Regions from separate parts of the Gossypium arboreum genome. Here region 1 is linked to region 2. Evidence: chromatin contacts called from public Hi-C data. All regions are on one chromosome and are shown on one strand. Each heading gives the region's core, a stretch centred on a gene start, on an enhancer-like site or on the middle of the called end of the contact. The rest is flanking DNA. Distances are from core to core; before and after follow the strand shown. Region 1 holds the start of LOC108484082 (ketol-acid reductoisomerase, chloroplastic). Region 2 holds the start of LOC108485712.

Region 1 (4,974 bases), core at 18-2,517, 150 kb before region 2:
AAAAAGAAAAATTCAAATAGTTAATTAATCATTTTGTAACTTTTATAGTTGAACGAACATAAAAAAATACTAATAGTTAAATGACTACCGATGTAGTTTATCCATTTTATAATTACATTTGAATTGTTTCATGTCTAAATAATATGATTAGTTAATTTTATGTGTGTTAAAATTTTGAGAAATTACAATTGTTTTGGTGACTAATTTGAGAGAGAAATATTTTTGGAAAAATGATTGAGTAGAAGAATGTGAAATGAAGTTACAAGATGCAGAATGTGAATATTAGTAGGCATGATTTTGAGGAAAATATCCTTTGTGCGTCTATACTAACTCCTCGGCATTGTTGAGGTGGGCCACCAATCTCCCCGCAAATACCTTCAGCATGTCTATCAGCTACCACTTTCAGATATGTGAAAATGTGATCTTTCTCAAAATCATTTCTTTTACATTTACTTGTCTACAATGAGAGGTTCATCCAAGCTGATTTCAATGCAAACTTGCCCCATTTTGACTATCCTTGCTACAACAAACCAAGGGCCCTACTTCAATGCATTTTCCTCTCTTCCTCACAGAGAAACTCCATTGTCCTACGTCTATTCCTCAAGCTTGAATGAATCTACCTTCTTGCCAAAACCTTAACTAAACTAAACAATGAAAACACCCAAAACTCAAATAATTGGACGACAAAAAGGGCAACATTGATTATTTTATAATTAAATATAATTATTTATGGTAAAAACCAAGATTTTTCACATGTTTACCATTACTTCTCGTTTATGGGTAATTTAATTAGAATTTTGATTGTAGGCACAATATTTCTTTTTCTTTTCTTTTTTTTTTCCCTAAATACTGATGGTTGACAATTTTATTATTCACCATTGCGTTACATTTGATACAGTAGCGCCTACTAAAGCCGAAAGTTGCAGAGGGCAGGGCTGGCCCACCTCAGAAGCTTACTTAATATTATAATTAATAACCTTCGTTAATACAATTTATTATTACATAAATTTAAAATAAATAATAAAATCAAAGTTTATTATTTAGGTTTACTAACGGAACAGAACATTTGGATTGATATGAAAGTATCGAAATAAAAGTTCATGTACATTTTATATCTTTTAAAAATTTAATCCTTATTATTTAAATTATATTGCTATCAAATAATAATTATTTTATTTTAAAAGTGATACTAACAAATTAATAATAAAAGAAAAACAAACTTAAAAAGATTAAATTTGTAGACTAAATTCCAAATTGGTGTAACCGCTTGTGCCCCCTTTTTGCTAAAGCTCAATATTTGGCGCCTACTTACTTCACTGCTCTCTATCCCTCAATTTCCTCCAAAACTTTAATTTAGGTTTCTTGACGTCCATTTTCAGTTTTTTTGAGTCCTCTCATACCAACTACACTGACTATTCATAATTGCTGCGACTCAGCTATGGCCTCCCAAACCCACATATCTCTCGATTTCCAAACTTGTGTCTTTAAGAAAGAGAAAGTCTCCCTCGCTGGTCACCACGAAGTGGTTTTTTTTTTTTTGTAATCTCATTTGGAGAATTGATTTGGGTTTTTTTTTTTTTTTATAGTACATTGTGAGAGGAGGAAGAGATTTGTTTAAGTTGCTGCCTGATGCTTTCAAAGGGATTAAGCAGATTGGTGTTATTGGCTGGGGCTCCCAGGTACCAAACCAAACCCCCAGAATTTTATTTTTATCATTTTTTTTTTGTCTTAGGCTTTATTTTCGTTTTATTTATATATGGCCATTTATGACTTCTCCACTCTTGTATATATATTAGACATTGCAATTCGTGTATGCATGGAGTAAATATAAATATTATTTTATCCTGGAATTGAATTATAAAATATTTGGTGTAATTTTATTTTGTATTCATTTATAATTCCATCATTTTGGAAAAAAAAAAATTCATTTGATGGCCTCTAAATTTGCCTCTGGTTTGATGGCATCGTGTGCGTTGTGTTATGTTATATAGCTTTTGGTTTATTAAGCAAGTGGTATCCATGTATTGTTGTATAAAAATACTTTGCATCTTCACTCAACTAAAGAAAGAAATGGTATTCTGCTTCTTGTAATAGATATTGTTGCCCCAGCAACATGGGTTGCTGTTTATATCTTTCATATTCTTCATTATGGTTTCATGAAGTACCCCTTTGTTCAATGTATATCGGAATGTAAGTAGAGGGATAAAATCTCCAACTTACTAACTGCTAACAAACTTCTTTCAGGGACCTCCTCAAGCTCAAAATTTAAGGGATTCTCTTGCTGATGCAAAATCTAATATCATTGTCAAGGTGATCTCTTTAGTTCAGTTACGTTGTTATCAGCAATTCAAATAGCGGAAGAAAATGGTTGTGAATATAAATCACAACAATAGCGGCGAATAATGGCCGCAAGAATAGCGACAATAACATCCCGCTATTCTCATTTTCTGGCTTTCATAACGTTAAAGGAAAAAAGATGGCGTTTTAAGCTGGAAAGAAAATAAATTAATGTTACTCAAATTCTTAAACATTTCAAGCTTTAGCCTTTTTACGTGTTTTAAGTTTTGGTTTTTTAGGTGCACCTGCTAAAAAAACCTAGAATGTTAAAATAGAAAATAGAAAAATTTTATAATACGTACAAAAATTTAATGGTTTTATTTTTTATTTATTTTAAAGATGTAGGCATTTACATTTATAAAATATAATATAATATTTTTGAGAAATATTTAAATAATATAAAATTACAGGTTGGACTCAGGACCGGTTCTCCTTCTTTTGCTGAAGCTCGCGCTGCTGGGTTCTCTGAAGAAAATGGCACTTTGGGTCATATGTGGGAAACTATTTCTGGAAGTGATCTTGTATTACTCTTAATTTCTGATGCTGCACAGGTTTGTTTCAATATAATATTTCTTTTGGCTAAACTACTAATGAAAATAACTGGTTGGTCATTGGTCTTACTAATTATATGATTTTTCTTGCGCAAAGAATTGAATTCTATGTGATTTTGCAGGCTGACAATCATGAGAAGATATTCTCCCACATGAAACCCAATAGCATCCTTGGGCTTTCCCATGGCTTTCTTCTTGGACACTTGCAATCAATGGGCCTTGATTTCCCAAAGAACATTAGTGTAATTGCTGTGTGTCCTAAAGGAATGGGTCCATCTGTAAGGAGACTTTATGTTCAAGGGAAAGAGATCAACGGTGCTGGAATCAATTCTAGTTTTGGAGTCCATCAGGTATTTTTTTCCTTGTCTTGCTCCGTTCTCTTTTCTTTTCTTTTCCTGTTAAGGCATTGACTAATTTTCTTTGTGCACAGGACTTTGATGGTAGAGCTACTGATGTTGCCTTGGGGTGGTCGGTTGCCCTTGGATCACCTTTCACCTTTGTTACTACTTTAGAACAGGAGTACAAGAGTGACATCTTCGGGGAGCGGGGTAAGTAATTTACCATGCACTTCTGCGATCAACTTATATGCTTTTTCTTTTAGCTTATTGTGCTTTGACAATCATTTCTAGGCATTCTACTCGGTGCTGTTCATGGAATTGTGGAGTCTTTGTTTAGAAGATACACCGAAAACGGAATGAACGAGGATCTTGCTTACAAAAACACCGTTGAATGCATTACAGGAATTATATCAAAGACCATCTCAACAAAGGTTGTCCATTGTGTCCAATTTCTTCAACCTCTTATATTTCCTAATCTTTATCTACTTTTCTCTTTTGCTCTACCATGGTGCAGTTGGACCTGTTAAATGTTTGCATTTATTTACTGTATTCTATTTTTTTTTTCCTTTAATAGGGCATCTTGGCTGTGTACAATTCCTTGTCAGAAGAGGGAAAAGGGGAATTCGAGCTTGCCTATAGTGCATCTTATTACCCATGCATGGATATACTGTATGAGTGTTACGAAGATGTAGCTAGTGGAAGTGAAATCCGCAGTGTTGTTTTGGCTGGGCAACGATTTTATGTAAGTATTTTCTTTAATCAACTGTTGATACTTTGACTTGTAATGAATTCGAGTTTCTCATTATTTGGAATTTAAAGTTGCACATAGTTATTGTTATTTAATTTATGGATTTATTCACACTCTGGACCAGTAAGATTCATTGTGTTTGGAATTGTTGTTGAAAAATAAAATGTGAAATAATGCTTAATCTTTATTAACCATGTACATCCATATATATACAAGTATTTACAACTAACTGCCTTGACAACTAATCCCTAACTACCGGCTAATAATTACAACAAACTCTAACACTCCCCCTCAAGTTGGAGGTTGAAAAACATCCTTAACCCCCAACTTGTACATTAAATTGTTGTGCTGTTGGGACCCTAAGGCCTTAGTCATGATATCTGCAAGCTGATTTGTAGTTGATACATGCTCTGTCCGAATAAGCCCATCCTGTATTTTTTCTCGTACAAAGTGACAATCTATTTCGATATTTTTGTACGCTCATGGTAAACAGGATTTGCTGCAATCTGTATTGCTGCTTTACTATCACAACACAATTCAACTGGCTTCAAATTCTGCACTCCTATCTCTTGTAACAGTCCTGTTAACCACACTATCTCTGCTGCCACAGTAGCCATGCTCCTATACTCGGCTTCAGCTGAAGACCTAGCCACTGTAAATCAAGGAACTCCCCAGCATGATGCAATAACCAGTGACAGATCTTCTCGTCATTGGGCAAGCTGCCCAATTAGAGTCACAAAACGCAGCAAATTTTCCTTCATTATTAGCCTTGAACAACAAACCTTGGCCTGGACCTTTCTTGATATACCTCAAATCCTAATTGCTGCCTCCATGTGAGACCGTTTTGGCTGCTGGATAAACTGACTAAGATAGTGCACAGCAAACACTATGTCAGGTCTAGTATGAGTCAAGTAGATTAATCTTCCAATCAGCCTCTGATAGCTTGTCTTGTTTTCTAGCAGTGCATCCTCACTTTGTATGTCTTTATCATAATCCACAG
Region 2 (5,433 bases), core at 1,644-4,143:
TTTTTTGGTGGAGCCAATTTAAATGGCGCCACCAGACGACACCACGCCACCTTCTTTCTTTCTTTTTTTTTTTTAACTTTTTTAACTTTTGTCTTTTCTTTAATTTTTTTCTTTTGTAAGTTTTATATTTTTTATTTTTAACAATATATTAGCTTTTTATAAAAATAACACAAAAATTTAATTCATTATCAAAATAATTTATTTTTTAATTAAACACAAAATGACCTGAAATCTACAATAAAAGTTGGTGGAACCAAATTAAAAAATAGGTCATTTTGATAATTAATTAAATTTTTGGGTTATTTTTATTAAAAAAGAATATCTTTAAAAATAATTTAAAATCGTAATTTAAAATATTATAAAACAAATTAAATAATATTTAAAATATTAAAAACTAATAATATATTTGAAAGGTCATATCTTTAAAATATTTAAATATTTTATATTATTTAAAATATATATTTAATATTTAAAAATAATATTCAAAATTTTAAAAATAAATTCAAAATTTTAAAAATAAATTCAAAAATATATATTTAAAATTTTAAAATTAATATTTAAAAATAATATTTAAAATTTTAAAAATATATATTATAAAACATTTCAAATATATATTTCAAATTTTTAAAATTAATAACAAAAAAATGAAATAAATAAACAAAATAAACAAAATAAAATAAGACAAAATTAGAGAAAAGACAAAAGTTAAAAAAAAGTAAAAATAAAAAAGAAAGAAAGAAGGTGGCATGGTGTAAGGTATGGTGACGCCATTTAAATTACTGTACCAAAAAATAAAAAATTATTTTGAAATTCTCTATTTTTTTAAAAATTATAGCACTTTTATTATATTTATACAGGTGACGCCATTCTACATGGCTCTACTAAAAAATTAATTTTTTTATATTTTCTGCTGACGTGACAAGTTGGTGGCGCCATATAATTTAGCTCCACCAACTTTTACCTTAAATTTCAGATATTTTAATATTTAATTAAAAAATAAATCATTTTAATAATTAATTAATTTTTTTGAGTTATTTTTATAAAAAAACCTTGAAGCATGACCATTGAGGTGCTGCTGCAAAAGCAGCCTCGCAGATTCTGACAGCAGAGACACGTCTTTTCTTTTGCATGGGAATGGATGTGAAAGGAAAGAGACATGTAGGGATAGCAGTGTTACAGTTGTCAGGACGAGCTCCTTTCTCTTCCAGACAAGACACAGCACTATTTTGGACTACAATTTCCTAAACCCTGCTTGGGCCTTTTCAATTGGGGAAATGCTAGTCTCACTTTGTTTTTAGGGGAATACCAAAATCCACGCCACCCGAGAAACAACCTCATAATGTAAGAGTTTCAACTTTTACATGGATTGGCTGGCTTCATCCTTGAATCATGGAACAATTTAAAGGTCTTAGTTGATGAATAGAATACCAACCGAAAGAGTATTATGAAAAATTCTGTACAAGGTGTCAAAATGCATGTCTTTTTATAAGTAAATTAAGATTATATTAAAATTCTTTCTAAGAAACACTTTTGAAGTTAAAATATTACTAAATAATATACTTTTTTTAGAGAAAATACTTTTAAACCCCAAAATGCTTTTAACATAAATAAAAATTTTAACTTCTCTCCAAAAGTATTTTTATCCCAAAAATACTTTTTAGAAGCAATGTTAGATTAGCTCTTAATCTCTTTACATTAGATTAGAGACCAAACTAAAATTTTATCCATTCTATTAATAAAAAGCTGATACAGTTGACAAAATAATTAAGTAGTTACATGTGCACTCATTTTAACATATGAAAAATAATTTTAATAATAGAAATAGTTATAATTTTAATAGAAAAATTAATTTACTCTTTACTTTAATATCGTAGATTAATTTACTCATTTAAAAAAAACAAAATATAATCTAAAGAAAGCATTTTAGGAAAATCAGCATATTTTCAGACATCCCCGACCCTATTGAACTCAAGGATAGAGTAGTGGGACACCTTTCCCAAGGGCTTTTCTATCTTCACCACAGTACTAAGAATATATCACTGAACATCTTCAATACACCATTAATCAAACCAATCAATTGAATACATCTTCAATGCACTATTAATAAAATTAATCAATTGAATCAATTAAATTAAAAATTGATCACAATAAATTTACTAACAAACATTCTGCGTTACTTTTGCTAACAACCACTAAAGAAATAAACAGCAGAATTCTAGGAAAATAGAATAAAATTGCCCTACTCTCTTGATCATTTCAAGTATAAACGATTAATATCTTCATATATTGTTTCATAAGATATGATCATCCAGATAATGCACCTTCCTGACCTACAATTAGTCTCCATCAGTACCAGAAGAGTCGGTCAAATCAGAATCGAATTCTAGATCGTCAGCATCATCTAGAGGCTGTTTCCATTCACCGCGAATCTCTTTCATCAATTCATCATCACTTTCCTCATGTTTCCCTGACAACTTCCTCTTCAGAATCCCTTCAAAGATTGAAGGCATAGCATCTTCATCGCCGTCAAGGAACTTCTGTATTCGCCTTTTCAGCTCTGCAAGAATCCAATTTTGCAAAACGTTACTATTCCTAAAGTACCTCGTGAATTAACCAGAGACTAAGTTGGAACATTGGTTTACCTTTGTTACTAACGTCGTCGTTGTCGTCGCCGTTGGTAGAGTAGAACCTGATTTGAGAGCGAGTCAAAGCGGCGAGTGGGTAGGACGAGGGCTGCTTGGAAAGTATGAGGTTTAGCAGAGGATAGTTTAATCTGCAACCAAAAAAGGACATCTCCAAGCAGAGCTTCTTTCAATTTAGGGTTTTATTAAATAAAGTAGTATTATCTTATACACCCTATCAATTTATCGGTTTTCAGTTCAGTTTGGATTTAATTAAATAAAATTATTTATATTATATAAAAATTTAAAATTTATTAAAATTTATAAAATTTGCTTCAATCATTTACTCCTGACTCAATCGATTTAGAACAGCTCACTTGAAAACCAATTTAACTTTTTTTTTTTATCAGCATAGCAAATGGTTCTTAACTTAATTGATACGGTCGATTGATCTAATTCTAACAATAATGCCAAAAACAAGTCTAGCATAATGTCATTTGTTGCATTAGGCATAAATGTGTCGATTGAAGTTGATATTTTAAGAGTTTGACTTTAAAGTTGTCACCTTCAAAGATTGACTTTCACTTTAGAAAATGAAAGTTAATGTAAATGTACCGACTTCAAAATTTAAACTATATCGCTAAATAATTTTGGTACTTAATTATTTTGTAAATTAAAATTTTAAACTAATATATATAATTTAAAAAGTGGATTAAATAAGAACAAGAAAAAGGAATTGAGAGAGAGTTGAATTATTATATCTCTTTTAGGGTGATATCGGTTCGGTTCGGTTCGATCAGATTTTTTAATCTTTTTAAACTGTCCATCATAATTTGGTTTGACTCAGTTTGATTATCGATTTTTCATATTGATTTTTTGCTTTGATTTTTAGATTTATTTTGATAAAATGAAATTTATTTTATGGCTTTTGAATATTTTTGAGAAAATTTTAAGATTTTTCGTATAAAATATTTCTCAAAAACATTATTTTTCAACAACTTTTGAATTATTTTCACTAATTTAAATATAAAATATTTATTTTATATAATAAAATAAAAATCAATTATATATTAAATAAATAATAATAACAAAATTTAAACGTATATTTACCAAATATATCAGTTTGAGTCTATTTTCGATTTCAATCACTACAACATTGTATTTTCTTAGATTCCTTTGATGTTTCTTTCCTTGGTTTTGATAGGGTAGTGTTAAGGATCCTATAGATTTGTGTGGGCTGACCTTCTCTTTCAACAAATCATTCCACGATTGAAAAGGCCCAAACAGGGCTTAGGAATTTGTAGTCCAAAATGGTGATGGGTCTTGTCCGGAAGAGAAAGGAGCTTGTCCTGACAACTGTATTACTGCTATCCCTACTCGTCCCTTTCCTTTCGTATTCATTCCCATGCAACAGAGAAGACGCGTCTCTGCTGTCAGAATCTGCAAGGCTACCACTTTTGCAGCGCCACCTCAATGGTCATGCTTTAATGTTCACTCCTCTCACCCTTGCTTTTCTACTATTTGCTTTATTTCTACTAACCTAATCTCTATTTTGTCCCGCCTCGTACTCCCCATTAATAAAATCATAATCGCTTATTTCACCCCAACTTTATTTAATTTTTCATTTTTTTAAATTTATTTTATTTATCAAATCGTTTATTATAGAATTTAAAAATTTAAATTCAGCTATTAACATTATTACAAATTTTTATGCAACATATTGAAATTTTATAAAAAAATATTTATTTGATAATCATGTAACGAAAAAATTGACAATTTAATAAACTTGAACTTAACAAAGAATTTTAATAATGTTGTCAATTTTAAAAATTACATAAACATTTTATTCAAAATAAGGTATTTAGACTAATTAATGAAAATCAAAAGTTAAAAAGTACCAAATTGTGTCAAATATAAGTATAGAGATTAAATTTCAAATTTGAGCATAGTATGTGAACTAAAATTAAAAATCAACCATTGTTTCAAAAAACTAAAGGCTATGTATTTGGACATGTCCACAACAACATTTTAATTAAAGTGAAGTATTTAGACTGATAATGTTGTTATAAATGTTGAGTTGTTTAATTATGTCAAAATTAAAATATAAAGATTAAATTTTAATTTTGAGTATGATAAAATTAAAAATATTTTAATTTGAATGAAGTATTGGATTAATTATAATATTATAAAAATTGAAGGAAAAAATAAAGTTACAAATTTGAGCATACCAACAAAAGTTGAGCCATTCTTTAAAAAAAAAAAACAGCAGCTTTTCTTGTTTATTAAAGAGTATATATATATATAATACTAATTTGAATAATTATAATACAACATACCAAATAACATAAATATGATATGAATAAAAAAATTTAAGTATTTTTTGTAAATATTGATTTTTAAAATATGAATAATATATAATTTTAGTCCTTCAACTCATTCATTTGTATTCAGATGGCCCTTAAATTATTTGTTGGATCTTATTGATTTTTTTGTAAATATTGATTTATTAAAATATGAATAATATATAGTATATAATATATTATCGATATTAAGTGTTAGTGATGGTGCCTTATTTTTCTACCTATTTCTTTATATACTCACTAAAATTAATTCATAACAATTGAGAAAATCTTTGAAAAAAAAAGAGAAGTTATAAAAGTCAACAACATAAATTGGAAAAAATTAAGAAATAAAAAACTGTGAATGCAAGACTCATTTTAACCTTAGAAAAACAACATTTCAATATTAGTATAGAAAATGAAAAGCTTATTTTATAAGATAGTTGTGTAATTATTGTTTTCCATAGCATTAG

What was found. Hi-C and Micro-C count contacts between places; a contact is called where the count stands out from the background.
Region 1: a Hi-C map of leaf shows a contact between it and region 2, with 3 times the contacts expected there. The contact joins the promoter of LOC108484082 here to the promoter of LOC108485712 in region 2. A contact is called at or near these places in 2 of 5 Hi-C or Micro-C datasets (both in leaf).

The regions. Positions count from the first base shown.
Region 1 is chr7:98,230,097-98,235,070 of ASM2569848v2, reverse strand. LOC108484082 (ketol-acid reductoisomerase, chloroplastic) reads left to right here and starts at 1,267. Exons shown (of 10, transcript XM_053031067.1): 1 at 1,267-1,498; 2 at 1,587-1,679; 3 at 2,245-2,310; 4 at 2,748-2,888; 5 at 3,011-3,238; 6 at 3,319-3,436; 7 at 3,518-3,657; 8 at 3,801-3,968. The coding sequence starts at 1,439.
Region 2 is chr7:98,080,953-98,086,385 of ASM2569848v2, reverse strand. It overlaps LOC108485712, which reads right to left and starts at 2,893. Exons shown (of 2, transcript XM_017789562.2): 1 at 2,643-2,893; 2 at 2,105-2,557. The coding sequence starts at 2,793. The coding sequence ends at 2,337.